Regions from separate parts of the Mus musculus genome. Here regions 1, 2 and 4 are each linked to region 3. A link is a contact called in public promoter capture Hi-C data. All regions are on one chromosome and are shown on one strand. The core of a region is the stretch at or near the end of the contact, and the rest is flanking DNA. Distances in the headings are between cores, read along the strand shown. Region 1 holds the start of Rab37 (RAB37, member RAS oncogene family). Region 2 holds the start of Mettl23 (methyltransferase like 23). Region 3 holds the start of Smim5 (small integral membrane protein 5). Region 4 holds the start of Rnf157 (ring finger protein 157).

The links. Promoter capture Hi-C pulls out the DNA fragments that hold promoters and counts their contacts.
Region 1: a contact with region 3 is called in a promoter capture Hi-C map of pre-B cells, with 2.9 times the contacts expected there. The contact joins the promoter of Rab37 here to the promoter of Smim5 in region 3. A contact is called at or near these places in 1 of 39 promoter capture datasets (pre-B cells) and 1 of 115 datasets of contacts at active chromatin or transcription factors (pancreatic cancer cells).
Region 2: a contact with region 3 is called in a promoter capture Hi-C map of pre-B cells, with 3 times the contacts expected there. The contact joins the promoter of Mettl23 here to the promoter of Smim5 in region 3. A contact is called at or near these places in 3 of 39 promoter capture datasets (the HPC-7 cell line, hematopoietic stem and progenitor cells and pre-B cells).
Region 4: a contact with region 3 is called in a promoter capture Hi-C map of pre-B cells, with 2.2 times the contacts expected there. The contact joins the promoter of Rnf157 here to the promoter of Smim5 in region 3. A contact is called at or near these places in 1 of 39 promoter capture datasets (pre-B cells), 1 of 484 Hi-C or Micro-C datasets (embryonic stem cells) and 1 of 115 datasets of contacts at active chromatin or transcription factors (pancreatic cancer cells).

What each region holds. Positions count from the first base shown.
Region 1 is chr11:115,149,204-115,155,962 of GRCm38.p6, forward strand. Rab37 (RAB37, member RAS oncogene family) reads left to right here and starts at 4,975. Exons shown (of 9, transcript NM_021411.4): 1 at 4,975-5,088. The coding sequence starts at 4,996.
Region 2 is chr11:116,839,095-116,846,046 of GRCm38.p6, forward strand. Mettl23 (methyltransferase like 23) reads left to right here and starts at 4,421. Exons shown (of 5, transcript NM_028865.3): 1 at 4,421-4,680. The coding sequence starts at 4,513. It overlaps Jmjd6 (jumonji domain containing 6), which reads right to left and starts at 4,355. Exons shown (of 6, transcript NM_033398.3): 1 at 3,971-4,355; 2 at 3,238-3,626; 3 at 1,975-2,261; 4 at 1,316-1,451; 5 at 1-34. The coding sequence starts at 4,099.
Region 3 is chr11:115,897,287-115,903,491 of GRCm38.p6, forward strand. It overlaps Smim5 (small integral membrane protein 5), which reads left to right and starts at 2,853. Exons shown (of 3, transcript NM_183259.3): 1 at 2,853-3,056. The region is part of intron 7 of Recql5 (RecQ protein-like 5); the gene reads right to left.
Region 4 is chr11:116,410,136-116,417,057 of GRCm38.p6, forward strand. Rnf157 (ring finger protein 157) reads right to left here and starts at 2,897. Exons shown (of 19, transcript NM_027258.1): 1 at 2,562-2,897. The coding sequence starts at 2,649.

The sequences.
Region 1 (6,759 bases), core at 3,725-6,224, 750 kb before region 3:
GATACTTGGATACTGAACTGCCTCAAACTTCCTCCATTGGGTTCATTAGTCTCCTACTTTTAAACACAGCCCCCACCAGGTCTCAGAGCCCAGGCAAAATGTTAAAAGTCCTTTGCAAGATTGTCATGTGAATGGCTCCTAGTCCAACCCCTCAAAATCCTCGTTCCCATCTGAAACCTCATGAACCATCTTCACTGTCCACATTCCTCATCATCCCTTTGGCCTTCCAAGCTCCCACCGCAGTCACCTACTGAGGTCACTCAGGGCCTTTGCTAGCCCGCGTCTCCAAACTTTTCCAAATTCCTCCTGCAAACCAGTTCCAAAGGCGAAGACGCTCACAGGTTTGTGGCAGCAGTATCCCCACTCCTGGTACCAGTTCTGTACACTACACTTGCCATCACTGCAGTTCCAAAACCAACCTGAAGAAAGGTTTACTTTGCCTCACAGTTTCAGAGCTTCTGTCATGGTCCTCGACTCTGTGGATTCTGGGCTCCTAAGGGGACAGAACATCAGAGCTACTATCCTCACAGCACAAAAGAAGTGGGGAGAGAGGTCGAGCATAACTTGTAAATATTAACCTGTGGCCTACTTTCTCCAGCTAAGTCTCACCTCCTAAAAATTCTACCACCTCCCAAAATAATGCCCCGAGCTGGGGACTGAGCATTTTCTGAAAACAAACTCATTTAAGGACATTTCATGTTCAAACCACAAGATGTTAACCTTTCCCACCAACCCCTGTCCCACTGCAAGCCAGGTCTTCCTTGTTACAACTGGTCTTAACTTTCCCAAGACTCTCCAGTTTTACTGAAACCATGTTGCAAAATTCATCTCCAAAAACCTTCCTCTGTCCACTTCCCATCGTCTCACTACTGCCTGTTAAAGTCTAAACCCCCCCCCCATCTTCTGGTCAAAGCAGCACACAATTGAGGCCCGCACTTCTCAACACTTATTGGGTTGCTCCAGTAGGATCATCATAGGGACAGAGTCGATGTTTTGACATGGCCTTTGTCTTAGTCAGAGTTTCTATTCCTGCATAAACATCATGACCAAGAAGCAAGTTGGGGAGGAAAGGGTTTATTTGGCTTACACTTCCATGTTGCTGTTCATCACCTAAGGAAGTCAGGACTGGAACTCAAGCAGGTCAGAAGCAGGGGCTGATGCAGAAGCCATGGAGGGATGTTCCTTACTGGCTTGCTTCTCCTGGCTTGCTCAGCCTGCTCTCTTATAGAACCCAAGACTACCAGCCTAGAGATGGTCCCACCCACAAGGGGCCTTTCCCCCTTGATCACTAATTGAGAAAATGCCGTACAGTTGGATCTCATGGAGGCATTTCCGCAACTGAAGCTCCTTTCTCTGTGATAACTCCAGCTGTGTCAAGTTGACACAAAACTAGCCAGTACAGCCTGGGTGCTGTGCTGTGAGTGATCTTTGCACCATGGTTTGAAAAACCTGAGCGTCAACTTTGTTGCTCCAGCCTCTACCCTAGTCTTCCCTCCACATCTGGACCCTGCAGTCAGTGGGCTGGGTGCTTCACAGCCCTGGGGTTCTCTTCAGTCCACCTGCATGTCTGGGAAGAACTCAGATGTGCCTCTAAACAGGAAGGAGAGATGCCGGTGTCACTGGCTCTCCCTCTATCAGGAGTGTGAGTGTCCTCTAGCACAGTAGGGTGAGAGTTTCTGGTTGGAGGGTAATGTGGTGTGCATGTGCACTTCGCATCTGGGGGACATGAAAGAGGTTGGGTAATTTATAGTGTTTTATATTTGAGAGTGATTGGGGCATCCGTTGAGGATGTGAGTTATGGGGTCAATTTGAGGGCATGTGGGCATTGATGTATTTTATGAGCTCGTGGTGGAATGCAAATTATGTCTGTGGTTTCCATGTGCTGAGAGACAAGCACCTGTCTGGAGTGAAGTGGGGGGCCTGTGTCTGGGAGTCGTGTAAGACATGGTATGCTTGTGCTACGACAGGAGATGAGTGTAATGATGTTTCATGACATGCAATCTAGTGTGTGTTTGTGATATGAAGCTTGTATGTTAAGGGATTGTGTGAGGTGTGCATGTGAGGCATGGCTGTGTTACAGTGTCGGTGTCAGAGTGTGTGACTGTGGTAAGACGTGAGATGTAAGCAGCTATGGGAGAGACTCAGGTTGTTGGGGCATGCACACAGTATCAGCGCAGAGGTCAGAAAGCCTTGGTGGTATGTTCTAGATCATTCCCTCTGTCCTGAAGGCTACATCTTATGATTCCCTGCCCTTGCGTGAGCGTCTCTTCTACACAGCCCCACTCTGAAGGTCCTTAAGGCCCTCGTGCTTCTGTCTGTCTCAGGACTGCCCTTGAACACACCACAGGATATTACAGCATCTCAGGGGACAAAGCATGGCTCATCCATACTTGACTGCCTGCATGCTGCAGGCCCAGGGAACATAACCCAGAGTTGCTAACAAGCATTGCCCAGAAAAAGGACTGAACTCTCCCCGGTTCTCTGTAAGAATGATTTTATCTCTGTCGTCTCTGGAGGTGCCTGGGTTGCTCCATCCCAAACCCATTCCTCTAAGGCAAGTGTAAGCAAGTATATGTGACCAGTAGCTTAGCTCCAGCTGTAGTGGCAAGCTTAGCTAAACCACTTTGGCTCCCAGACAGTTGCGTGCTTACAAGCAGAGCCTTCTGGATTCGCGAAAAGAACACACACACACGCACACATTAGCTTATTTTTGATATGTCTTGACTAGCTCAAAGGCTGGGCAGTTCTGATCCTCCGCCCAGCTAGCATACATTTCCCTCCGGTACTCCTGACTCAACGCCTTCTGAATCTGGGTTCTCTCTTCGCTGCCCTGTTACCTTCTGGGCCCCTCCCCTAGGGCTGCTTTCCCTTCCCACTTACATTTTGGACGGTTTCTCCTTCTGCAGCTCTAAATCTGACCCATCTCGCTAGATCATCTCCAGTTTTCTCCCTGGCTGCCGGCCCTCACAAATCCCCCAGGTCCCGCCCACCTCAGTTTACCTGCCCAGCCATTGGCTGTAAAGCAATCCTTTAATGCCAATCAAATCCAGCTGGGGGCGGAGACAGAAGGTCTGGGACCTCTGCCTTTGGGAGCCGAATTGAATTGAGACAGCGTTAGAACCAATCCCTAACACCAGCTAAGCCCTAACCTCTGAAGCCTTTGCCTCCTCCCAAAATAATAATGGAGCCAACAACACACACCAAAGTCCCAAACCAAGGGGTCAGTAGTATCCCAGTCGAATTCTCCCTACCGCTTCCCAGCTTCTCTTAGCTCCGGGCATCGTCCCTGTTCCTTGGAGTCATCAAATATTCCTGTCTCTACCTCTGGCTTCACGAGGCTGTCTTCTAGCCATTTGCTTTAAACCTTTCCCCATCACACAGTCACACTGGGTTAGGGGCTTGTCTCAGTTAATTTTCCCGTTGCTGTGATAAAATACCCGGACACAAACAGCGTGTGAAGAAGGGAAGTTTGGTTAGATTCCATCGAGACGGGGGAAGCCCCAGCAGCAGGAGCCTGAGGCAGCTAACCTCAAACAAGCAACAGAGAACAAGAGGTGTGATCTCTTCCTTTTCATGCTGCCCTCCTCTGGAGTGGGTCTTCCCACCTCGGTCAACCTAATTAAGATATTCCCTCACAGCATGACTCTAGGGCCTGCCAAGTTAATGATCAGTATTAACCATCACGGAACCCCTATTCCAGTATGGCCCAGTTCTAACCTACATCTCTAATGTTCCTGTTGCCAAGGAAGGCCACACACATTTTGGGTACCAGTGCCTAGGACTTCAGCATATCTCTTGGGGGACACGATGTACCCCCACAACATTAGTTTTCAGTGGACGGTGAGCAAGGGGCAAGCCACTACCCCTCTCCAATTCCCACCTCGACAAAGTCACCTCCATCCAGGCTCCGGGATCTCCTCTCAGCTGTCATGAAATAGTTCCTGCTGATGTACACAGCCATTTCCCAAGTCATAGTCACCCCAAAGCCAGCCCTCACTGCCCTCACCTAAAAAGTTGAGGGGCCCAACCCCCTTCCTACACCCCGCATCCAGTCCCCGCATCCTGTTCCTTTCTATACAGCGTTGAGATGTTGAAAAGTTGGCCCACAAGCTACTGAACCCTGGTATGTGCAACCCCAGATTCTCCATATCCCCCGTCATCCGGAGCTGCAGGGTTCCTGGGCTGTACTAGAAACAGCTCAAAACGACCCACGACTTCATGAATTCCTGTGGCACCCACTCGGTGGCTAGGCCTAGGCCTTCCCTGAATAATGTTGGCCCTATCTTGTCCCCTTGGAAAGATGGGCTTCAAGAGCTCACCTTCCCGTGGTGGGAGGACATCAGGGGCTTAGACTAACAAATGAGGGAGAAACATGGCAAAGAGCTCCAAGTGTTAGCACCACCCAGGAGCTCCCCAGATGGTCAGTGCGCTCCAAGGTGAGTGTCGGTGAAAAAGTAGGCTCAGATGAGCTGAGGTCTATCAGAACCGCTTGGGTGCTAGTCTCAGAATGCAACTTCCTGTCCAACATTGTTCAGGGACGTCCCCAGCTTCTTGCCTGCAGGTAAGTACCGGACTGTCAACTGGCTGGAGCTCGGGCGCGCCCTGCTGGCCACTGCATTGCCGCAGTAGGAAACCAAGCCCCACACCTTCCGCAGCTAGCTGGGTCTCCCGGGTCCGCAGCCTCGATGGCAATCTAACTTCACCACTGCGACCTTAATGGGCTGGTCCTGTAGCAGGACTCATTCCGTGCTGTAAGAGCACTAAACTAGGCTAATGTCTCTCAGGGGGACTGCCACTCCCTAGGGTGTGCATTCTGCGAGTCTCAGACGTCCTGGCTGGCGTCGTCGAGGGGATGGCGGGACGGAGGGAGGAGTCTATCAGGGTCCGAGCCGGTTGGTGGATGGGGAGGGAGGAGTGGGCGGAGCCTAGGGCAGGGCGGTTCCTCGCTCTCCCTCGCTTGCTTCGAGCCGGGCTCACCTCTGACTGTCCGGGGACATGACTGGCACACCAGGAGCTGCTACCGCTGGGGATGGCGAGGCCCCTGAGCGCTCCCCGCCCTTCAGCCCGAACTACGATCTCACCGGCAAGGTGGGTGGGCTCTGCGCTCAGTGCTGGGGACCCCCCAGGCCGGCACTTAGGGACATCCCTCCCGATGTCCTTTGCCTTAGGACCCTGTCCTTCCCTGTCTACACCCCTCTTCTGGAAGTGTCAGCTGGGTCTCTGGTCTGGGGCATAACCCCTGGGCTCATCCCAGTCTCTAGGGTTCTAGGCTGACCTCGGAGGGCATGGGGTAAGGCAGATCTGAAAGACTAAGACTCCCCCACCCTAGGAACAAAAACCCAGTTCCTTCTGCCACACTTTGGAATACTGGGAGACAGGGACTCTCTGAAGACACAGACAGGGCATCCCCGCCTTCAGAGGCATCTCAAGGTTAATGCCCTTTTTGAGCTAAGCCTCAAAAAGTGACACCTGTCACAGGCGTGCAGTGCTTTGGGTCCCCACTCAGCGGTACATCCCACCCTTCCCCTCCCCACTGCCTCCAGACATAGACTCACAGCTCCTTCCCAACACCCCAGGCTGCATGTAGCCAGCCTACAAGTCCACTTGGGAATTTTCAGAAGCTGAGAAAGAACATGGCAATTAGTGACCATGGCCCACTCTCCCCCTCCCCCCGCCCGGCCCCCCGACGACCTTAAAGGCAACTCTCTGGGGTGCATACATTCTGCAGGAATGCCCTGAATAAAAGGATGTCTGTCACCACCTCTCTTATTGGTGTCCTTGGCTTAAGCAAGTACATGGAACTCTAAAAAGAGATGCTGAGCCAGCCAGCCTCTTGCACTATTTTTCTACAGGGTTTAGGAGAGAGAAGTAAGAGCTATGCCAGGTAGAAGTGATGCCTGGTCTTGAAGGGTACCTGCCTCTTTCAGGGTCTTGGTTCCTCTCAAACACCAGATCTCACTCTCACTAGGAGCTTCACATCTCCACCCCCTAGGGTTTCAGGGGAAGCCAGTCAGCCAGCCTACCCACCCAGAGACGTTGAGATAGGCGTCCTGTGTGGGCTTGTGGCAGGAAATGGGGCTCTAAGTCCTCAGGGGAGGGGAGTTGCTGATGGCCAGCCCCCACCCCCAGGCTGATGGGGATCTCCTGACCTCCTAGCCCTGCAGGACAACTGAGCTGTTTACCTAGGAGGTGGCAAGGCTGAGCAGCTGTTTGTGTTTGGTGGACTTGATGGGCTGGGTGACCGGCTGCATCATTTGCTCAAGGCAGCTGTGATCTGTAAAGTACACAAATACCGGTATTCGCCTGCCTCCCTCCCTCCCTCCCCCTGTATGGCTGGGGCCCCAGAGCCATCAGAGTGCCTGCTGGGAGCACCTGCAAAATAGCTGACCCCCAGCCTGCCAGGCTTGGCCCAGTCCTGAGTCTGTAGCTGTGGGAAAAGAGCATGATGAGAAAAGATCCTTGGAGCACCTTAGGTCTGGGGTCTTGGGCACTCTTCTTAAGTGGTCCCCATCAATCTTGTCGTTAGTCATTGACAAGCTCCAGAAAGGCTGCAAAGGAACGAGCCCCACTCCCCCACCCCACCCCCACTTTCCTCCTACTATGGTGGGCAAGCCGATGAAAATTTCCCCAAAGCACACAGTAGGGTTTTTATAATTCGGGAACTCAGCCTTGCATCCCTTCCTTTCCGACCCACTCTGACATCTCTGCCCCACAATCAACTAATCAGGCCCAAGACCCCATAGCTAAGGAAGAAAAGCT
Region 2 (6,952 bases), core at 3,171-5,670, 940 kb after region 3:
GACTGCCAGCTCAGGGTGCTCCTGTTTCAAGATCCTGAAGGGCAAGAGGCAATGTTCTCAGGGCTGTGACAGCTGCTGGCAGCACCCGCTCACGGTGACATGGACTCAGAGAGAAGGCCTCCATTGCTTACAGCACCTGGAAGTGGCTCCAGGTGGCACCACTGGGCTGGGACAGACCACACAGGCTGTCCACACTCGCTGAAGGAAAACAACATTCTAGAGCCACGCGCCTGTGAGCACCAGCCACACACCTCTGGAGGCCGAGGTCCTTAAGGTTCTTGCCTTGAGACAAACAGCCCCTTTCCTACTTTTCTCCCTAAACCTTTTCTGGCTCATTTTCCTTTTCCTTTTTTTTTTTTTGAAAAAAGCCTTTCCTTCCCAAAGCACAGTGCTAGTGAGGGGGGTTGGGAGCTGGTTAGATTATACTAGTAAGAGCAGAGATAATTAGAGTCATAAGAAATAAGCTGTCACACAAAGAGACCACCCCTTCACTCAGAAGAGAAACTGAGCTGACTAATAGCAGTAGCCCTCCCCAGCAGCAACCTAACCTGGCATCCACTGTGACCAGCGACAAAGGACCTGCTGTATGCTGTGGCCTTGGAGTGGCCTCTCTGCAGCACAGTGGCCTACAGGGCAGAGTAAGTAGACCTCATGCCCGAGAGTCAGGGGAATAGCAGCCACCACCCTTGCTGGCCTCTCAGCAGGGAGGCAGCGCACTGAGCAAGCCAGAATCCCTCTCTTACCCCGAGAGCTGGTCCCTCCAGGTCAGGGTTGGGACACAGTGGCACGGGGTGGCTGGGGGTGGCTTGCACTGCCGCTGCCCGTGCTGTATCTGTTCTGTGGATAAACAGAGGAGCTAAGTCTCCAGGCCAGTTGCCTCACATGAACTGAAGGTACTAAGTTCAAATGAATGCTTCCAGGGAAAATAAAAACCTCAACAAAGGCTTTTGTTGTTGTTGTTGTTTTGGCTAGTGCTAGCTTTTATGTTTAAAAATAACAAACAAACGAATAAGAATAAAAAGAATAAGAAAAAAGAAGAAAACAGCACGAAAACAAAATAAGAAACAATCCCAATCGTGACCATGTCTTGACTGTGATGTTGGCCACACATGCAGAGCCAGCCGCACGTACCCAAGCACGATGCCACCTGGAGGCTAGCAGACCCCCTGCCGACTAGCTCTGACCTGGGCCCTTTCTACCCACAGGTCGGTAAGGCCCGGCTGTCCCCACACACAACATGGCAGCAGGGACCGCTTCCCTTTTCCTCTTTGGGGAAAAAGCTGGAACAAAGCAGAGGGAATAAACGGTTTCTCACCTATACCACTTCCTTGATAACTTTGGTCTCCCTCTTACCGTCTTGTGCCACACAACAGGGAAGTTGGTGCTGCTGGCAAAGTTCTGGGTGATGGCAATGGTGGTGTCAAGGTTGAGGACAACATGCCACCAGCCCCCTGAAATCCAACAAATGAAGAATTCAGTGACGATCAGCCCTGCAGATGCAGACACCCTGGGGGCCAACTCAGCACAGGCCGGCCTGTGCTCTCTCTCCACTGGGAATGGGCCCTGGAAGGCAGAGCCGAGCGAGCAATGGTGACACAGACTGTCTGCCTCCTGGGAAGCCAGCTGTGACCAACACTGCAAAAGCAAAGGTTCTAGGAGGACCCCTAGCCTTGAAACTCTCACTGCTGAAACTGCATCTATCCAGTTCTGCACTCACTCCAGCAAAAAGCCAGGGAAAGCAGGCAGAACCTGGCCTACTACTGGACACAGGCATGTGGGACATGGAGGTGCTCTCTCTCCCTTTGGACTTGAGTCCCTAACTCTGTCGCCACAGGAGGGAGTGCACACACCCAACAGATAAAAAGGGCCCTTCTGTCTCATTCTATGATTCTACTCCAAAATGGCAATACAGGACAAGTCCGGACCAGTCGGAGCTGGGACGAACAGGTATAGTTTCTTCTAGCTCATCTATACCTGGTACAAAGACAGTTTCTCCTGGTTTCTGTAATATCTCCAGGGGTTTGAATTCAGGTGGCCAGGTTGGAAGCTGTGTCCGGGGATAGATGACATTAAACCAGGTAATTGCTTCATCCTGTTGGTTCCCTCCTTCTTCTCGGGTCACCTTGATGAGTTCTCTGGGTGTGTTTGTTGGGAAGAGGCACCACCGCTTGTGACCCTGAACTAAGGCATTCCAGGCACTGGTCCCCAGAGGGTCGATGTGAATCCCAGTTCCAGAACGCGGTGGCCCCATCACAAACCACCTACAGGATGCAAGCATGAAGCCATGAGAGGTAATCTGAAATGCGTGTGACATAGAAGTCTCTATAATACACAATCATGCATGCTGTCTTCAGAGACTCTACATTCTGATATACAATATTAAGTGAACTATATATGAACTGACGTCTAACAGAAAAAATAATGGACTGATGCAAATTACTGCTGGACTTTTATTGATCCACTAGGTGTGGTAGCCCAAGCTCTTAATACCAACATCCTGGAGACAGACACAGATGGATCTTAATTTCAAAGCCTACCAGTGCTACACAGAGACCCCTATCTCAAAACACCCAAACCAAGCCTGGTGCAATATTGAACATCTTTAATGTCTAGCACTTAGAAGGCAGATCTCTGTGAGTTTAAGGTCAACCTGGTAACACAGTGAGTTACAAAGAGTCAGTATAAGAAACCACACTTGTAAAAATAGAAATAAAACTTCCTTGATAAAGCAATGGTTGCACTAAAATGACCTGGGGCTGGGCAGAGACGGCTCAGGTTAGAAGCACTCAATTCCTCAAAGCACCAAGGTTCAATTCTTAGCACCTCACATGATCCCAATGGCTCACAACTATCCATAATTGCAGCTCCTGAGGTTCTGACCTCAACCAACAGGCAGAGACTGGTAAAACATATACATGCATGAAGTTTTATTTAAAAAAAAAAAAATGCCCTGGAGGAATCCAGATGCCTCCCCACCCCCCCACCCCCATGGAATCCTTCTTCCGAAGTAGGACTATAAACAGGTCAATGTGTAGGGAAGACTTTCATTGCTTTTACAAGGTTAGACAGAGTTCTGCTAACAGGCTTGCGGATTTGTGTGTGTTTATCCAGAGACAGGGTTTCTTTGTGTAGCCCTTGCTGTCCTGGAACTCATTCTGTAGCCCAGGCTGGCCTTACAAAAATACCACTGCCTGTCACTGTCCATGGTTTTTGAAAACTTAACGTGAAATAATTTACCTGTAAGGGGGTCTGCGTTTCTCCCCCGCGTATTGGAAAAGATCATCTGTGAAAAACTTGGGCACCTTGTAGTCTTCCAAAAGTTTCCTTCTTTTGGGGTGTTCGCCATAGCTGCTATCGAAGATGTAAAGGGGACTGTCATCGCGGGTGCTCTCCATGTACTCGATGTAGTACTTCATCTTCATCTTAACCGAGTAGCCGTCATTATCCTCGCCGCACTTGAACTTCTGGTTCCGGTATTTCCTTTTGAGGCGCTCCAGAGTCCATTTCTCCTGTGCGGACCAGCCCTCTTGTGCATTGAGCAGAACCACGGGCTTGTAAGGCCTCTCGTAGCGCTCCACGAACTCTTTCACCGACAGCTGTAAGGCATCAGCTCTCTCCACGTTATCCTGCGGGAACAACAAAAGACCTGTCCCGTTAGGACACTGGAACAAGTCCAGTGGCGGATAAAGGTGTCCCACAGGGCCAATTAGCAAAGACACCCGTGAGCAATGGCACACACGAGCAAGGAACGAGCGAGCCTCTGCTCCTCCAGGGGGCCGGAGGGACGGAAGGAGGCCCACGTGCGTGCGGGCGAGCACGTCGCACCCGGAGCCACCCCTTCACGGGAGGGAGGGGCCCGAAGCTCCCACGACCGAGCGAGTTTTGACAGCCGGGCTGCGGGGCCCCATCGGGGGACCAGCGGCCCTCGGAAGGCGGGCAGCCGTCGTGTGGGGTCCCGCGCCCCGCTCACCGGCACGGCCGCGGGGTTCAGCGGGTAGCTCTCGTAGTAGTTGTGCCGGGTCCAGTCGAGCGAGTCCTTGAGCTCCGGCCGCGCACTTCGCTTGGCCTCGCGGATGCGCTTCTTGCTCTTGTGGTTCATCGTGAGCCGCTCGCCGTCCGGTTCCGCCCCGACCCCGACGCGGCTCGCGTTTCCTGCCACCAAACGCGCCCTCCCTCCCTGGCTGGCGCGGCCCCGAGACGCCCTTCGCTCCGGCCCGGCGCCTTTAAAGTCGCCTTCCAGAAGATTCACTCCTCAGCCGCCACCGGAGCTTTGGGTTGGGCGAACAGCGGCCTTCCTCCCCGCCCCACCGCCTCATGCGGTCCGCCATTGGCCTCAGCGACCTGCCAGACCCGCCTTCATGCACGCCAATTGGGCGCCATGTTGGGAAGGTCGCGTCGCCGACGCCCTGCCCCTCCCTGCTTTGGCCTACGCAACACTTCCGTCTGCGCGTCGCTTCCCTGCGGTCTCCTTCCGGCCGGGCCCGCTGCGGCCTCCGGCTTCCTGTGTTTGCCATGGACAGTGTCCGGCCCCGCGCTCCTTGGGCACCGCCTCCTGACCCGGCGTCCCTGGACTCCCCTACGTGCGAGCCCGGCCTCATGGCCGGGACCCAGCTCTTTCGGTTCCGGGAGGAGCCAGTTCCCGGAGGCAATCGGGCGGTGCTGGAGGTCCGCGTCCCGCAGGTGCGTGCGGCGGCACCCACGTGGGAGCCCCCTGTTTGGAGCGGGAGTGGGTTGTCCTTCAGTTCTCGGCTTCGTTCATTAGCACCAGGTCTGGTGTGAAGCCCGGTGAGGGGTTAAGTGCGCTCCAGTGACACATTTAGGGACAGTGCCAGGAAGTTCACTGAATTCCACCAGGAAAGTGGCTGTCTTGTCCTGTGATGCTAACTTTGTACTCTTTTGAAAGCATCTGTCAGTATATCTAACACGGCCTGCCCCCCTCCCCACCAAACCTCCGGGTACTCTTGATTGAACCTCTGCCTGTTAGGCAAGTGCTCCGCCACTGAGTGGTAGCCCTAACTCTCTGTTTTATTTCTGAGCTCAGGCAGGCTTTGAATTTGAACCCCCGTTTCCCGCTTCTTAGGGTTAGGAGTGTGCGCCACCATGCTGGCTTAAACAGTGCCGGGGCTCGAATCCAAGATCCATACACGATAGATGATAGTTGTGCTTTTGAGTTTATCCCAAACCCCGTAATCTTTGCTGTTTAAATTTTGGGACCAGGGATTCCTGTCTCCAACACCCCAATAAAATTTTATACATCGGCACTGGCTTGTTCCCTCCGAGCTCATAGCTACTCTAAAACTGACTAACTCTTCCCAGGTAGTCGGGTTTTACAAAGGATTTTCGTGTTGTAATGTAGGCAGCTGGACCATAGGTAGGTAGGTGTCCCTGGCAATAGTAAGGGGAGCAGAAGGTATAGCCTTCTGCTATACAATGCTGCCACCTGTAGCAGTCCTCGTTTGTTTGTTTTTTTTCCCAGACTTCTACACAAGTGAAGCAGAGATTTTGTTTTGAGACAGGGTCTCTCTATGTATCCCTGGTTATTGTGGAACACATTCTGTGAACCAGTCTGGACTCAGGGTTCACCGTGCCTCTGCCTTTGGAGTGTTGGGATTAAAGGTGTATTCCTCCGCCCTCCCAGCAGCCTCTAACATTAGAGAAGAGATTCTTGGCTGTGTACTACAGAGAAATATTTCAGGACAAATAAGCGTGAAGCAGAGTTGGAAGATACTAATAACCTGGATCTTTTTAAGTTTGGGCATTAATAGACAACTAGGAAAAGGACAAGAAGGCATGGGGTACAGACTTCATAAGTCAGAATACTGCACTTGAGTGTCTTAATAGCCATATGAATGATTTGGTAACATCTGGAGTTAAATTGTTTAAGGAATTTTTTTGTTTGTTTGTCTTGTTTTGTTTTTCGAGACAGGGTTTCTCTGTATAGTCCTGGCTGTCCTGGAACTCACTTTGTAGACCAGGCTGGCCTCGAACTCAGAAATCCACCTGCCTCTGCCTCTGCCTCCCGAGTGCTGGGATTAAAGGCGTGCGCCACCACGCCCGGCTGTTTCAGGAATTTCTAAGAAACTTGTTTTAGTAAATAAAACCATAGAACATTCTGGTTTGAAATATGTCAATATAAAGAACTCTGCTCCTCTGTAGACAAATGTCACGGTGAATTTTGTTAGTTGTACTAAAATTTGATCCTCACTTGGTGAGAGACTAGTCTTAGGGATGAGATCTTGACTTTCCCATGTCCTCCTTGTTTTTAGTTTGTCCTTTCTCAGCAGGTCAGTGTTACAGGGGAAAACACATAAGAGGCAGACCAAAACAACTTGTTTCTGTAGCTTCCAAATGTCTTCATGTCAAAAACTCTTGAATTTCCTTCCAAATTTAGGGAGTAAAGACACTCAATATGAGTAAAGAACCCCGGGGTTTTTATACACAAATCTGCATTTCTTCTAGAAACATCCTTCTCTGGGCCTTTATTGTACTCAAAGCCTAATCCATTGTGTTATAGACATATGTTAAGTCAGGGTCTCATGCTTAGGTACTGATATTTGTTTTTTGAGACTGGATTTCATTATGGAGTTCTGGCTGGCCTGCCCACTTGTGCCTTTCAAGTGTATTAAAGCCATGCACCACCATCCCCTGCTTTATTTTTTTATTTACAGATTAATTTTTTGCTGGAATTGATGGCCCATGCCCTTAATCCCTCCTTTAATCCCAGCATTCAAAAGGCAGAGGCAAGAGGATCACTGGAGTTTGAGGCCAACATAGTCTGCACAGTCACAACACAGTGACTTCCTCTCGAAAATGAAGAGTGGGAAGCTTTGAACTGCTGAATCTTCCATCTGGTCTGTATTTTTGCCCCGGGACTTCATTTACATCAAGTGCATAAGTACAGTAAACAAAACAATGTTTCTCTGGCTTTTTCCATCATTCATTTTCTAGTGTT
Region 3 (6,205 bases), core at 1,603-4,102:
CTGAGGGGCTGAGGTGGCTAGTGTTGGCTCATCCTGTCTCCAAGCACTGAGTCACTCACTATCCAGCACCACACTCCATATCTTTCCAAAGCCTTTTTTGGTTTATTTTATGTGTATCAGGAGGTCAGGAGAGTGTCAGATCACCTGGAACTTGTTATGGATGGTTGTGAGCCACCGTGAGGTGCTGAGAACTGAACCCAGGGGCCTCTGTGAATACAGTCTATGCTCTCAACCTCTGAGCATCCCCCAGTCTCTGTCCTGTACCCTTTTATCCACAGGGCGTGGGAAGCATCATCTGGTGCTGCCCATGGCCGAGCCGGGGCCAGGGAGGTGAAGCAGTTTCCCTACAGGTCTGTAACATATGAGCCTCAGTCTGTTTGGTTACCTGTAAGCTCTAGGGCCCTGCTCTTCCCTCTGCCCAGGGACCAGGAATGCCCTGGAGAGTCAGGCTCTGCCACCAAGGCAACATCAGATAGGCATTTTACTGTGAATGCCACAGCCTCTCTACTGCTGTGGGGCAGTGTTACAGTGGAGCACAACGGTGCTCCATCGGGCTGTGAGCACTGATGAGATGTTCTACAAGTGTTCCTCACCGTGGGGAAGGAGGAGAGGACAGGAGAGCCCAGCCTGTCTTTAGTACTTGTTATTTAGAGACAGGGTCTCACTCTGTAGCCAGGGCTGGCCCAGAGCTTACTGAGTACTCATCACAGTAGACTGGGATGGCCTCAGAACTCAGAAAGCCGCCTCTGCAACCATGCCTAGTCTTTTTTTGTTTGTTTTTAAGATAGGGTCTCACTACAGCTCAGGGTGGCCTTGAACTCATGAGCTTCCTGCTTCAGATTCCTGAGTTCTGGGTCTGTAGGCATGAGCTCCCACAAACAGTTTTCATGGGTATCTTGATCTTCCCTGAGGGAATTAGGCTTCCCCTGGCGCCCACCATGAGCTTTTTGCCCTAGGCTGAAGGCTGTACCTAGCATAGCTCCTGGAACAGATGATTCTCAACCTGTGGGTCTCAAGCCTTCTGGTGCTTGAAAGACCGTTCATAGGGTTTACCTAAGACTATCCACCAAAAAACATATATTACAATTTATAACTAGCAAAATTCCAGTAATAAAGAAGGAACAAAAAGGATGTTATGGTTGGGGGTCGCCAGAGCATGAGGAAGGCTGAGAGTCACTGTGCTAGAGGCACACAATGCTGAGAGCGGCCATCATGCCTAGTCACTCGTGAGCCCACTCACCAGGGAGATCCAGCCTCACTAGAGCCTCACTAGAGCCTCCCTCTCAGCCTCTAACTCCAGATGTTCCCCTGCGGATAACCACTTCCTGCCCAAGCTGGTGGCAGGAAGCCCACCTGGTGCAGGAGGCCAGTCTCTTTTCGGATCCCCAGGCTGAGGCCCTGGGAGAGGCCACTGTTCTATCAGGGTCCTTACAGTCATCTCTAGTGCCAGAAATGTGGTACAGGGTTGGGAACCAGAAGAGACAGCGCGAGGCAGGGCAGTTTGAGTGCCCAGGCTTAAGATTAGCCGGCACTAACAGCTTTGGAACAGAGGGTTTTCTTAGTCTGAATACTGCTTGCGGATCTGACCCCACACAGCAGGCTACTGTAAGGAAAGCAAATTGCAATGCCACCTTCTAAAGAAGTAGGGTCCCTCCAGCAAAGTGAAGAACAGCCCTAAAACTGCATAGAAGTGGCAGGAAGACAGCTGAGACAGCCACTGGGGGGCGCTCTTGCAGCCAGCTCCCACTAACACTGAATATACACGACAAATGTTCCCTCTGCCTGTACAGTGGTGGCCTGTCCTGTCTCTGAGAAGCTTTGGCATCTAGGCACTGTGACCATATGGTTGTCTACACCCTGCCCCAAGCCCTGGCTCACTGGGGTTTTGTGCTCAGATTCAAAGGGCTCCATTGACTGCAGAGCTGAGGTCAGTCCTCCCCCTGCAGCCTGGTCTGCTGGTGGCAAGACCGACAAACGTTAATGGGCCAACAGAGCTGTCATGCAGACAGCTGAGCAGAACGAGACCAGCAGTGACCTTTCTCTTAGAAGGACCCAAGGCCCCTCACTAAAACAAGCAGGCTACTTTTCTTTCTTTCTTTTTCTTATTTACTTATTTTTTGTTTTTTTCGAGACAGGGTTTCTCTGTGTAGCCGTGGCTGTACTGGAACTCACTCTGTAGACCAGGCTAGCCTCGAACTCAGAAATTTACCTGCCTCTGCCTCCCAAGTGCTGGAATTAAAGGTGTGCACTACCATGGCCGGCGCAGACTACTTTTAGAGTATCTAGGATCCTCATCTTCCCCCCAGATGCCCCTGGGTAGATGGCAGAGTACCACACCAGAGGGCTGCTTGAAAGCTTGCTGACGTGCTTGGGTGATCCTGTAGCCCGGTTTTCTTTCTGGCAGAGGGCAGAGAGAGCAGCCAGAGTGTGGCCCAAGAGACAGACCAGGGTGGTCAGGGACACAAGCCAAAAAGGCCATCCAGAGGGTGCTGGGGCACCCAAGAGCGAGTCACTCCACCCTCTTCCTCTGGCAACCTCAGACGGAGCCCCCCGGGGTTATTTCCACAGGGAACCACAGCCAACCACTTCTGTCATTAGCCCAACCCCAGCCCTCCGCCTACAGCCTACAGCCTACAGCCTGGCTCAAAGGCAGGAGGAGGGCAGAACAGGAGGAAGAATAAGAGAGGGAGCCGTCTGGGGATCCAGAGAGCAGAGTGGACCTCTAGGCAGGGAAAGGCATAGGGCGTGAAGGGCAAGTCAAGCTCAGGGGAGGACTCCCTGGGCTCCTCCTCACAACTGTAATTTGACACCTAGATCTCCAGGACAACCAACAACAAAAAAGCTGAAGCGATGAGGCGCTGAAGCTGGACAGCAGCTGGCTGTCAGCAACCGGGAGCTAGCACCAGGAGGTGCCCGAGTGAGAAGCAGCCGCCTAGGCAGGAAAGTGGCAGCGCTGGTGAAGAAGTCAAAGGTGGTGGCCAAAGGACTTCCAGGAGGTACATAGAGGCTCTGTACTGGGACACCTCTTCGAGGCTCCCCACTATCTGAGCTCCCAGGTAAGAGACACTGGCTAGAGGTGACAGGATCGGGAAAGGAGGGCAGCCAGGGTCTCGTATCTCTGGCGAGGAGTCACAGCTTAGCATGAGCTCGGAGAGGAACGTCTTGGGGGATATATTAGGCCACTCTCCTATGGGAATTTAGTCACCTCCTCTGTGTGTATACCTGAGTGCTCTTCCCCTGGGACCTGGTACTAGAGAAGGGGGATGTACTGCTACTCGGTGTGTGGCACAGGGGCTGGGGGCTGCTGGACACATCCATTTAAACCTTTTCTATTCAGTGAGTTTAGGATATGGCCCCCAATCTTGCTGAGCCTCCATTTCCGAAAGGATTAGGGCTGAGCCCTCCCTGGTTCTCAAGAAGGCTCAGGACAAGGTGTGCCCAGCCTGCTGAATGGCCTCTGGCCCCAGGAGCTGGTAGAGCCAGCAGCAGAACTGCCTACTTGGATGCTGGACAAGAGCAGCAGCTTTCCTGTCTTTTGGAGTTCTGACCTGCTCACCGCTGTGTGCTTCCGGCTCAGGATCATCCTAGGGAGGAGTCTCTGCACCCACTTAGATTACCAGGACCCCTGATCCTCCTTTGGCAATGATCTCTGAAAACTGAGCCAGGGATATGCACCCTAATTCAAACCCCAAGTTTGGAAAGGAGTTTGTGACTACATGAATGAGTTTGGAAAAGACCCCAGAGTCTCTTCCACACTAACTACTGTAATGGTTGCCCCCAGACAGCTCTTCTCTTCAGTCCTTGTGCAGGGCAAGCACAACCTTCTTGGGCAGGGCCTCACGAGAGGAGGCTGCTAAGCCCTTCTGCCTCCTGTCCTCACACTGGGGTTCAAGTCCCCGTGAGACGTCCCTTCCAAAGCAAACACACTGTTATCCAGTAAGAAAGAAAAACATCATTCAGTTTTGGAAACCAAGGGGAGGGCCGAGAGTCTCTTTGGCTCAGCAGAGGGGGTGCACTCTGGTTTGTGTGGGACTGGGAAGCTAACTCCTGTGGTAATACTAACAAGTGTGCAACAGAGGGACTGCACTGCAGCTGAGCCACATCTGGGACACACAGGCTCCAGCAGTCCCTGAGCTCAGAGGGAGGCCCAGCTTCTATGGCTGCAGGAGAGGAGCTCGCTTAGTTTCTATTGGCCACCAGAGCAGGAAGTTCTCTCCATTGTCTAGAAAACTTGGGGACCAGGGCAGCAGAACCACCAAGGCTTCAAGCACCCACTTTTGACTCCAAACCGGAGCCCCAGCACTGATGGAGTTGCTCAAACACTCAACAGGCACAGTGGGCATCTCTGCCCTGCTGGTTAGGCTCTGACCTCTCAGGTCTCTCACATCTGTTGGTTATGTCTCATTCGAGATGCTCCTCAACGGACAAAAGGGGCTGAGAGCCCCCATGACTCTTATCAGGCACAGACACGCTGCTTGCCCTCATCCGTGTGGGGAGCTGGAGTTGGATGATCAAGTAGACAAGGAGGAAGTAGAGAAACTGTGGGACCAAGCTTCTGCTGTCTGGCCTACAGGACACTTACTATATAGCAAGAACCTCCATGTCCCATGCCACACCCAGGAACACTAATCGGTCCCCCAGCTCGGCCAGTTTCCTTCTCTGTTGTGCTAGCTCTCTGATCACTGCCTGTGGAGCATCCACAGAAGGTTCCAAATCTGCTGCACAAGCGGCCTGGGCACCAGTGGGCCTCAGTGGCAGCCAAGCCTGTTCTCCCTCCTGGACCAGAGAAAGCTACCATTTGTTCTACCAAACATAGCATTAAGAGAGACTCTAGTTCCCCCAGGTTTGGGGCATAAAGTCTGGTTTAGAAGTAATTGGACAAACCTGGGACTGATCGTTTTGGAAACACAAAATTACCAGTAGCTTTGCTTGGCTTCACCCAAACCTAGGGTGTATCCAGTCAATGGGGCCCAGCTCCAGGGCTCCCTCTCCCCCTGACCACGGCTGGGGAGCAAGGTTATATTGGGCACCGAGTGTCTGTTGGCTCTGCTTTAAATAGCCCACTGGGAAGATGCCTGGAGACCTGCTGGAATGTGCCTCTTTCCTCTTTGGAGAACAAGACCCCTTTGCTCCCCCCTCTGAGATGTGCTTGTTATGTTGGGTCAGAGCTTAAAATAACAAAACACTAACTGCCAAGCAAAGAGGGTTCCTCTTCAGCCCTTTGAGGGCAGAGAGCCATACTCTGCAGCCCCGTTTCTGCTGGTAACACAGACAAGAGCTAACGCCCCAGGTCACATCCCAAGGCTGGCATAGGTGGCCACGTTCCACCGAGCTTCCAGTGGGGATGACTATAGAAGCCCTGGGCACAAAGTTATGAGGCTGCTCACAATAGGTGGTCCACGTTCTTACAGAGAAGAGCTCAGGTGCCCGGGGCACAGGTCTGCAGTTCTCCAACTCCACAAGCCATGCATAATGCAGAGAGGAGTGGGGAAAGGCACAAGGGAAAACACGAGAGAAGCTGGGAGTAACTGACCAACAAAGCCTGACTGCCCTGCATAGCAGGCCCAGCCCCAGCCTCCTGCCTTCTTCCTGCTCTGGGAATTGACACTGCTAGACCCTTCAGCTAGGCCTAGGGTCCCAACCCCACCAACCCTGACAGAGCTGGTGCTTCTTCCCCCCCTAACCGCCATTTCTCTTTAGGTCTTAGGGTGTGGCACACAAGTGAGAAAGCTCTCCTGACCACCAACTCCTGCCTGCTTCTGCTTTTAAGGAGTGTCTCCATTGGGCTTGTGAGGCAATGTGGGCACAGTGCCAGTCAGACTGAACAAGCCAGACCAAACATAGATGAAGAGGGAGGGTAAGAAACAACAGCCCTGGTTCTGAACCTTATGCACACTATTTCTGGGGGGGGGGGGGGGGGGGCAGGAGTGTTACAGAGGTCCCAGGGTAGGAGGGCGAATACATCACTGTCCTTCTGCAAGCATGTTCCAACTGGCTAGGGGCAGCATCTCCTTTGTTCTCACCAGAAGGAACGGTCTTAGGTTCATAACAGCAGGACACACAGATCTGTGCCTTTAGTGACAACACATGCAGTTCTCATAAAGCCTGGTGTGCCCCACTCTGGTGGTGATGAACTGATAAAAACCGATGCCCCAGGCCCACAAAAGGCAGGCGGTATTGACTGTGCTCAGCCCATGGGCTTCCA
Region 4 (6,922 bases), core at 1,647-4,146, 510 kb after region 3:
ATTCTAGCTTAGCAAGACTAATTAAACAGCCAAACACTGTATTACACCTGAAATCCTTATCACTTCAGAGCCCAAGGCAGAGATCTCAATAGTTCCTGATAAGATAATAGTAAGATGGTGACTCAAAAAAAAAGGAGAAAGAGAAAGAAAGAAAGAAAGAAAGAAAGAAAGAAAGAAAGAAAGAAAGGAAGGAAGGAAGGAAGGAAGACAGACAAATTAAGAGAGAGATTAAGCCGGGCGTGGTGGCGCACGCCTTTAATCCCAGCACTCAGGAGGCAGAGGCAGGCGGATTTCTCAGTTCGAGGCCAGCCTGGTCTACAAAGTGAGTTCCAGGACAGCCAGGGCTATACAGAGAAACCCTGTCTCAAAAAACCAAAAAAAAAAAAAAAAAAAAAAAAAAAAAAAAAAAAGAGAGAGAGAGAGAGATTAAAAGAGGGAGCCGCTAGTTAAGAGCCCATGCTGCTCTTGCAGAGGACACAAGTAGTTTAGTTGCCAGCTCCCACACTCAGTAGCTCACAATTGCATACATGCCTATAACTGCAGCTCCAAAGAGTCCAATGCCGCTGCAGCCACACACATTCACACATAATTAAAAAAAAATAGATTCTTTTTAAGAGGAAGCTACTATGGTTACATTCTAGATTATCAACTTGCCTAGTTGATAATTTGCAGACATCCTTGGCTACAAAAATCACTCTGAGGCCACCCAGTGCTAAATAAGACCCTGTTTCAAAAACAACACTAAAAAATGAAGAAGTAAAAATGAGTTAAAATTAGGTAAAACATTTCAGAGATTGGCAGAGTGGGGAGCATTTTTGAATTGTTAAATACTAAATGTGTTAGTTAAGAAAGGCTTTGGAGCCAGATGTGGCAGCTCACCTTGTAATCCTCCTGTTTGGAAGGGGAGGCTAAGGCAAGAGGATTAAGTGGAGGAAGGGTAAATATTCTCCTGAGGCAGCGGACTCTCTCACAAACTCCAAGCTCAGCAAAGCATGCTCTATCTTCTGATCGATAAAAGGCTAAGGCACTTAAGAGGAAAAACCCAACTGCTGCTGTGCTTTTTAGTTTTTTTTTTTAGGCAGGGTTTCTCTGTATAACCGCCCTGGCTAGAACTCGGTTTGTAGATCAGGCTGGCCTTGAACTCACAGAGAGATATATACATACTTGCCTCCCAAGTGCTGGGATTAAGGCGTGCACCACCACACCTGGCTTCATATTTGTGTTTTTAAAAGAACAAAATGCTAGTTGGGTATAGTGGCTCACATTTGTAATCCTATGGCTGGGGAGCGGGGCTAGATCAGCCTCCTTTTTGTTGTTGTATTGGTTTTATTTTGTTTGAGACAGTCTCACTGTGTAGCCCAGGCTGACCCCAAATTTAACAATCCTGCCTCAGCCTTCAGGGCACCAAGATGCAATTTTAATAGATAAAAGTAACCATGCGGTCATTATTAGCAAGAGGTTTATTAAAAACACTAACAATCGCTGCTTAATGTCAGACCTCTCTAAAGTGGTTCTCACTCATTTCTGCTAGGACTCATTCTCTGGCACAAAAGCAGCAAGACAGGGAGCTACTGGCACTCACTCCGCAGGGAGGCAGGTTCATTGTCTGGTCCCAGCTTCCACCTGGCAGAAACTGGATGTACTGCTGAGAAATCAGCTCGACTCATTAGCATGTCTTTATTCTACCAAGAGAGAATGGGACCCTGTCCAATTCTGACACCTCACTCACTACTCCCGCATCAAAATCCACACCAGGTCCTCAAGCCAGAGGGAAGGTGGTAGACACGAGTCCCGGGGGTCTTGAGATCAGCAAGCAAAAAAAAATTTTTTTTAGATAAAGGTGATGATAAAGGACATGTAGCTGGGTCACTCGCCAGCAGCTTGAACAGCAGTCCTCACTCAAGTGGACTACTTTCTCATCTGCTGTCAAAACTCTCCTGCAATGCTGATGCTGATGGAGGCATTGACTGTTTCAAGTGACAGTGTACGACAGAAAACACTTTTGCTCTGTCTCCAGCCATCTCCTTGACAGAAACTAGGAAAGGGGCAATCCAAGTGACTCTTGTCAGATTCCTACACATCTCTGTTAACTTAGTTTCTCCCCCAATCCCCGCCCTGATAGTCTCCAGAAAAGCGAAGAACTGCTTAAGCAAGTTCGTCCTCCCGCACTACTCCTCACGCTCGCAGAAACGCACTTCTAGCTGTCCCAAGGGACATGGATGCGACAGCCCGGGGACAACACCTGGCACAGGTGCCTGTCAGGGATGCCTCTCCAACCCGCAGCCGCTGCAACGCCGCATCCCCGGCGGCGCGCGTCCCTGTCGCAGAGCAGATTACCACGGAGGACGCGAGCGGTGACCTCGGTGACCCTGCAGGCACCTGCAGTCCTCCGCGTGGCGTCGCCGAGGCCCGGGATGGGGAGCGCCCCCCGCCCTGCATCCCGAAGACCTCCCCCGCTCCGCGGCCGACTCGGGGCCGCCCGGGCCACCGCGTTGCCCGCCCGCAGCATCCGACGCGCGGCCTCCCCTCCGCCCGGCCCGTGGCGCGCGCCCGGCCCTCACCGGACTTGGGCGGGTAGCGGTACACGGAATTGGACGGGATGTCCACCTCCTCCACGCCCGCGTGCTGCCGGCTCGTCAGGGCCCCCATGGCCGCTGCGATCGCGGCGTCGCCCGGGCTCCGGCGTCCGAGCCTCAGCGCGCCGGCCGGCCGCACGCCCGGTGCGGGGGTCGGCTGCCCGCCGCGGCCCGCTCGGCTGAGGCGCTGCTGCGGCTGAGGCTGCGGGGAGCGGCCCGCACGGCGCGCACCATCCTCCGCCGGGCACCGCGGCGGCGCCTCTGCCTGAGGGGGCTGCGGGGCTGAGCCCGGGGGCGCCGCCGCCGCCTCAGACCGCGTGATGTCAGCGGCGGCTAGCGCGCGGGGGGACCGCGGCGGCCTCAGCCAATGGGACGGCGGGGCGGGAGCGCCCGCGGGCCGGCCAGCCAATAGGAAACGAGCTGCGGTGGGCGCCCGCGGCGCGTGCTTCGCGCGGAGGTTGCGGCGCGGATGCGGCCTGGGGCTCGGCGGCAGCGACGGGCAAGGGTCTGAGTCTCCCGGAGCTGCTCGGCCACGGCGGGTGGAAGAAGCATGGTCCCCGCCGCACCCGAGCGGTGTCCCGGTGGGATTATTGCTCCGGGTGCGCCTCCCCCGTGGCACCGGGGAGGCCTGCCTCGAGCTCGCGCGTCTTTGTCCCTGAATCCCACAGCGAGCCGCCCCGCCCTGGCAGCCAGAGCCCCGCCTCCTCCGCGTCTGTCGAGGTCATAGCCCAGGGGCGAGCATCCACATCCCTCATGCCCCTACCGCCTGAACCCCAAGTGCTCTGCCAACCTCACATCCCAAATGTCACCAAGACTGCATAGGGGATGTTGGGATGGTCAGCTAAGATGTGGCCATCCCTCCGTAAATGCTGTTTGTAACCTCCTTCCTGGGACAGCTCGGGTAGCCTTTAGGGTTTGGATTGGTAGGCATTAACTCAAGATAGTCACTCTGAGCCTGTCCCTTGTGAACTGTTCTCTGGAGACACTGGAAAGAGCCTTGTGTGGCCTATCAGTGAACAGTCCTCGAATCAAAAAGGGAATTTGATAGGGCAGATCTAGGACTTCCCTACACACACACACACACACACACACACACACACACACACACACAGTGGGCAGGCAGAAGACGTCATTGCTCAGTTAATTACAGACATTTATGTATTTGTGGGTATGATGAGGTTTTGGGGATTTTTTTGTTTTGTTTTTGTTTCTCTGGGGGGAGACTGATCAAGGTTCCGAACTGTTTCAGCATGACGTCAACTTTCAACAACATACACAGTAGTTTGGGGTGACTGATTCCCTTCTTTAGGTTTGTAAAACTGTTTTGTAGATCTGTCTGTCTCCTGATCTCTTCTCTTCTCTTCTCTTCTCTTCTCTTCTCTTCTCTTCTCTTCTCTCACCCCCCCGCCCCCCCCCGTGTGTGTGTGTGTGTGTGTGTGTGTGTGTGTGTGTGTGGTTTGCAGGGGTTGGTGTGGTTTAAGTTTTGTTGTTGATGTTAACATTTTATTTGTGTGTTGGCAGGGGGGGGTTCCTCTCCTGTATCGCCAGGTGATTTTAGAGGTCAAAGGACAACTTGCAGAAGTGTTTTCTCTTCAACTGTGTGGATTCTAGGGATATATCTCAGTTCCTCGGCTCCCCCTCCACCTTGAGACCAGATCTCATGTAGCTCTCGTTGACCCAGAACTTCTTGTAACCAATGTGGCCTTGAATTTCTGAGTCTCCTGCCTCTGCCTCCCAAGAGTATTTTGCATTTTCATTCACCTGAATTTAACTGACTCTGTGTTAAAGTTACTTATGAAAAATTGCCTTGGTTTTCCCCCAAGGTCCCCTGGAAGCCAGGCACCCACTCCTATCATGCACATCGGGTGATAATGAGGGAGGCCAAGTCCCTGCTCCAGACACCCTCATCCAGGTCACAGGGCTCACCTGAATTTGGAGCTCTCCCTGCAGCCCCCCAGCCCTAACCATTAGGCTTCCAGAGGTATCTTAGGGGAGAGCTGTAGCCTCCCTCTATTTTCCTTTCTCTACACACAGATCCTTCCTCACAGGTGCCAGGTGACTGCGTGTGGCTCCAGCCTTTGGGAAGTGGAGAAAGCTGGATCAAGAACTCCAGACTGCATAATGAGCTAGCTCAGGCCACATGAAACCTTGGAGCGTATAAAACAGCAAAAACCACAGACTTGCAGACAAAAGTGACACAACCATTTCTATTTTTGAGATAGGGGGTCTCACTGTGCTGCCCACCTCAGTACTGTTGATTACAGGATCCTCTGTCTGGGGCTGTGGACAGAAGGGCCAGCAGTTAAGGCTCTTCCTGTTCTTACAAAGGACCTAAGTTTGAGTCCCAGCACCCACATGGTATCTCAGAACCATCTGTAACTCTGGTTCCAGGGAATGTCATACCCTCTGTTGACTCTGGGGACCTGACACTGCACATTGTGCACAGACATACATTCAAGGGTAACAACGTACAGCCAGGTTTCGTAGTGAATATCTTTAATCTCAGCACTTGGGAGGCAGAGGCAGGTGGATCTCTGTGAGTTCAAGGCCCACCTGGTTTACATAGTGAGTTCCAGGCTAGCCAGGGCTGCATAGTGAGACCATGCCTTTAAATAAATAAATAAATAAATAAATCCAATAAACAAAAAGTAGCGACACTCATAGGACCTCAGCCTGCTTGGAGCCTGATATAGATTAATTCCTATCTCCCATAGCGCTTCCCATCCTAGAAGGTGATGCCTCCTCCCATGAGGAAATCATACCCACAGCCTTGGAAAAGTAAAGAGACATAAGATAGAGCAGCCACGGCAGTGAGGCTCCGGGCCAGGCTTGTTTTGTTTGCTTGCTTGCTTATTTAGAAAGCAAAAAGCAACTTTATGTAGATTGCAGCTGGGGGGGAGGGGCTAGCAGCTCATGTGGAATTCTAGAGGCTCTTTTGAGGTCCTGGACTATATTACCACAGGGACAAGCAGGTAGCCGCTCCGTACCCTATTTTAACCTCTCACACATCTAGAAATCCAGTGGATGAAGTAGATGTTACCTATCCCTTAGAAACCTCATCTCAGTTTCTTTGCCTAAAGATAACTCCCAGCCTGTGGTAGTGCATGCCCGTAACCTCAGCCTTTGGCAAGCAGGTCTCATAGTAGCCTCAGCTGGCCCCAGACTCTTCTGTAGCTCAGGATGGCTCTGAACTTCTGATCCTCCTGCCTTTACCTCCCCAGAGCGAGGTTTATAGACATGCACAGCCATGATCAATTTATTCATTGCTGGGGATGCTGGGGGTTGAACCCAGAGCTGCGTGCATGCTAGGCAAACACTCCACCAACTCAGCCACATCTCCTCACCGCCCCCCACCCCAAACTCATTGTTTTAAAAGTGATGATCAGAAACAGAAAGGTATAGTGCTAATTTAGAGGGAGTTCTGGATCAACAAGACTGTCTAAGTACTGAGTTTGAATTCTAGTCTACAGCACAGCCACACTCATACAGTTCTGGATGGAGCGTCCCTAGGACAAAGGACAAATCAGCTAATCTCTCCAAGGAGCCTGGGCTGGAGCTGCAGAGGCCTGCTTCCCTCCCTGGGCCTTCCTTAGCTCTGTTCTGCTCACTCATTGGAGATCTGGGCCAGGGAGAATGCCTGAGGGAGAAAATGACTCAGAGGAGAGGAAGAGCCCAGAAGCGGCTGCTATCAAGAGAGCTATAAAAATGCTTTTAACTTTAAAAACCTGGTCCAGGAAGGGTCACACACTGGGTAGGGAAGTTATGTGTGAATGCAAGTATCTCACCTCCTTTGTGTAAATACCCGCTCTGCACCATCCCCGAGAGAGTGCCCTCAGACAACCCCACCTTCCAAGGTCCTGTGGTTCCTTTAAACATCTGTGAAAGGCAGAAGTAAAAGCTTAGACAGTTCCAAGCCCTTCCCAATCATGGTCTAGGGGAGAAAAAAAAGATGGGATCCAGAGGCCAAGTAACTTCTAGGACAGCCAGTTCCTCTGAGCTTTCCATCTTGTTCCTCTGGCTTCTCTGCTTCCCATGCAGATGTGCATTTTCCGTTTTATAACCATATGCTCACTTCAACAGTTCCCCCAACAGGAAGGGCTGGGAGCCTGCAGGTGAGAGCTGACAGATACTGACTGCCCTGGAGCACAGCATTCCCTAGGCAACAGGGCCAGGGAGGCAAGCGATGCCTCTGGTGACCTATAAGAGTTCACACAGGCCCCCTGCCACTGGGCCAGGAGATTAGAGGCCTGGTCTGGATAAACCCAGATCCTCCAGACCCAAAGCCAGGGTCTGTTCAGCAACACTCATGCTCCGATCCTTTTCTTGGTGTTTGGCTTCGGTGGGTT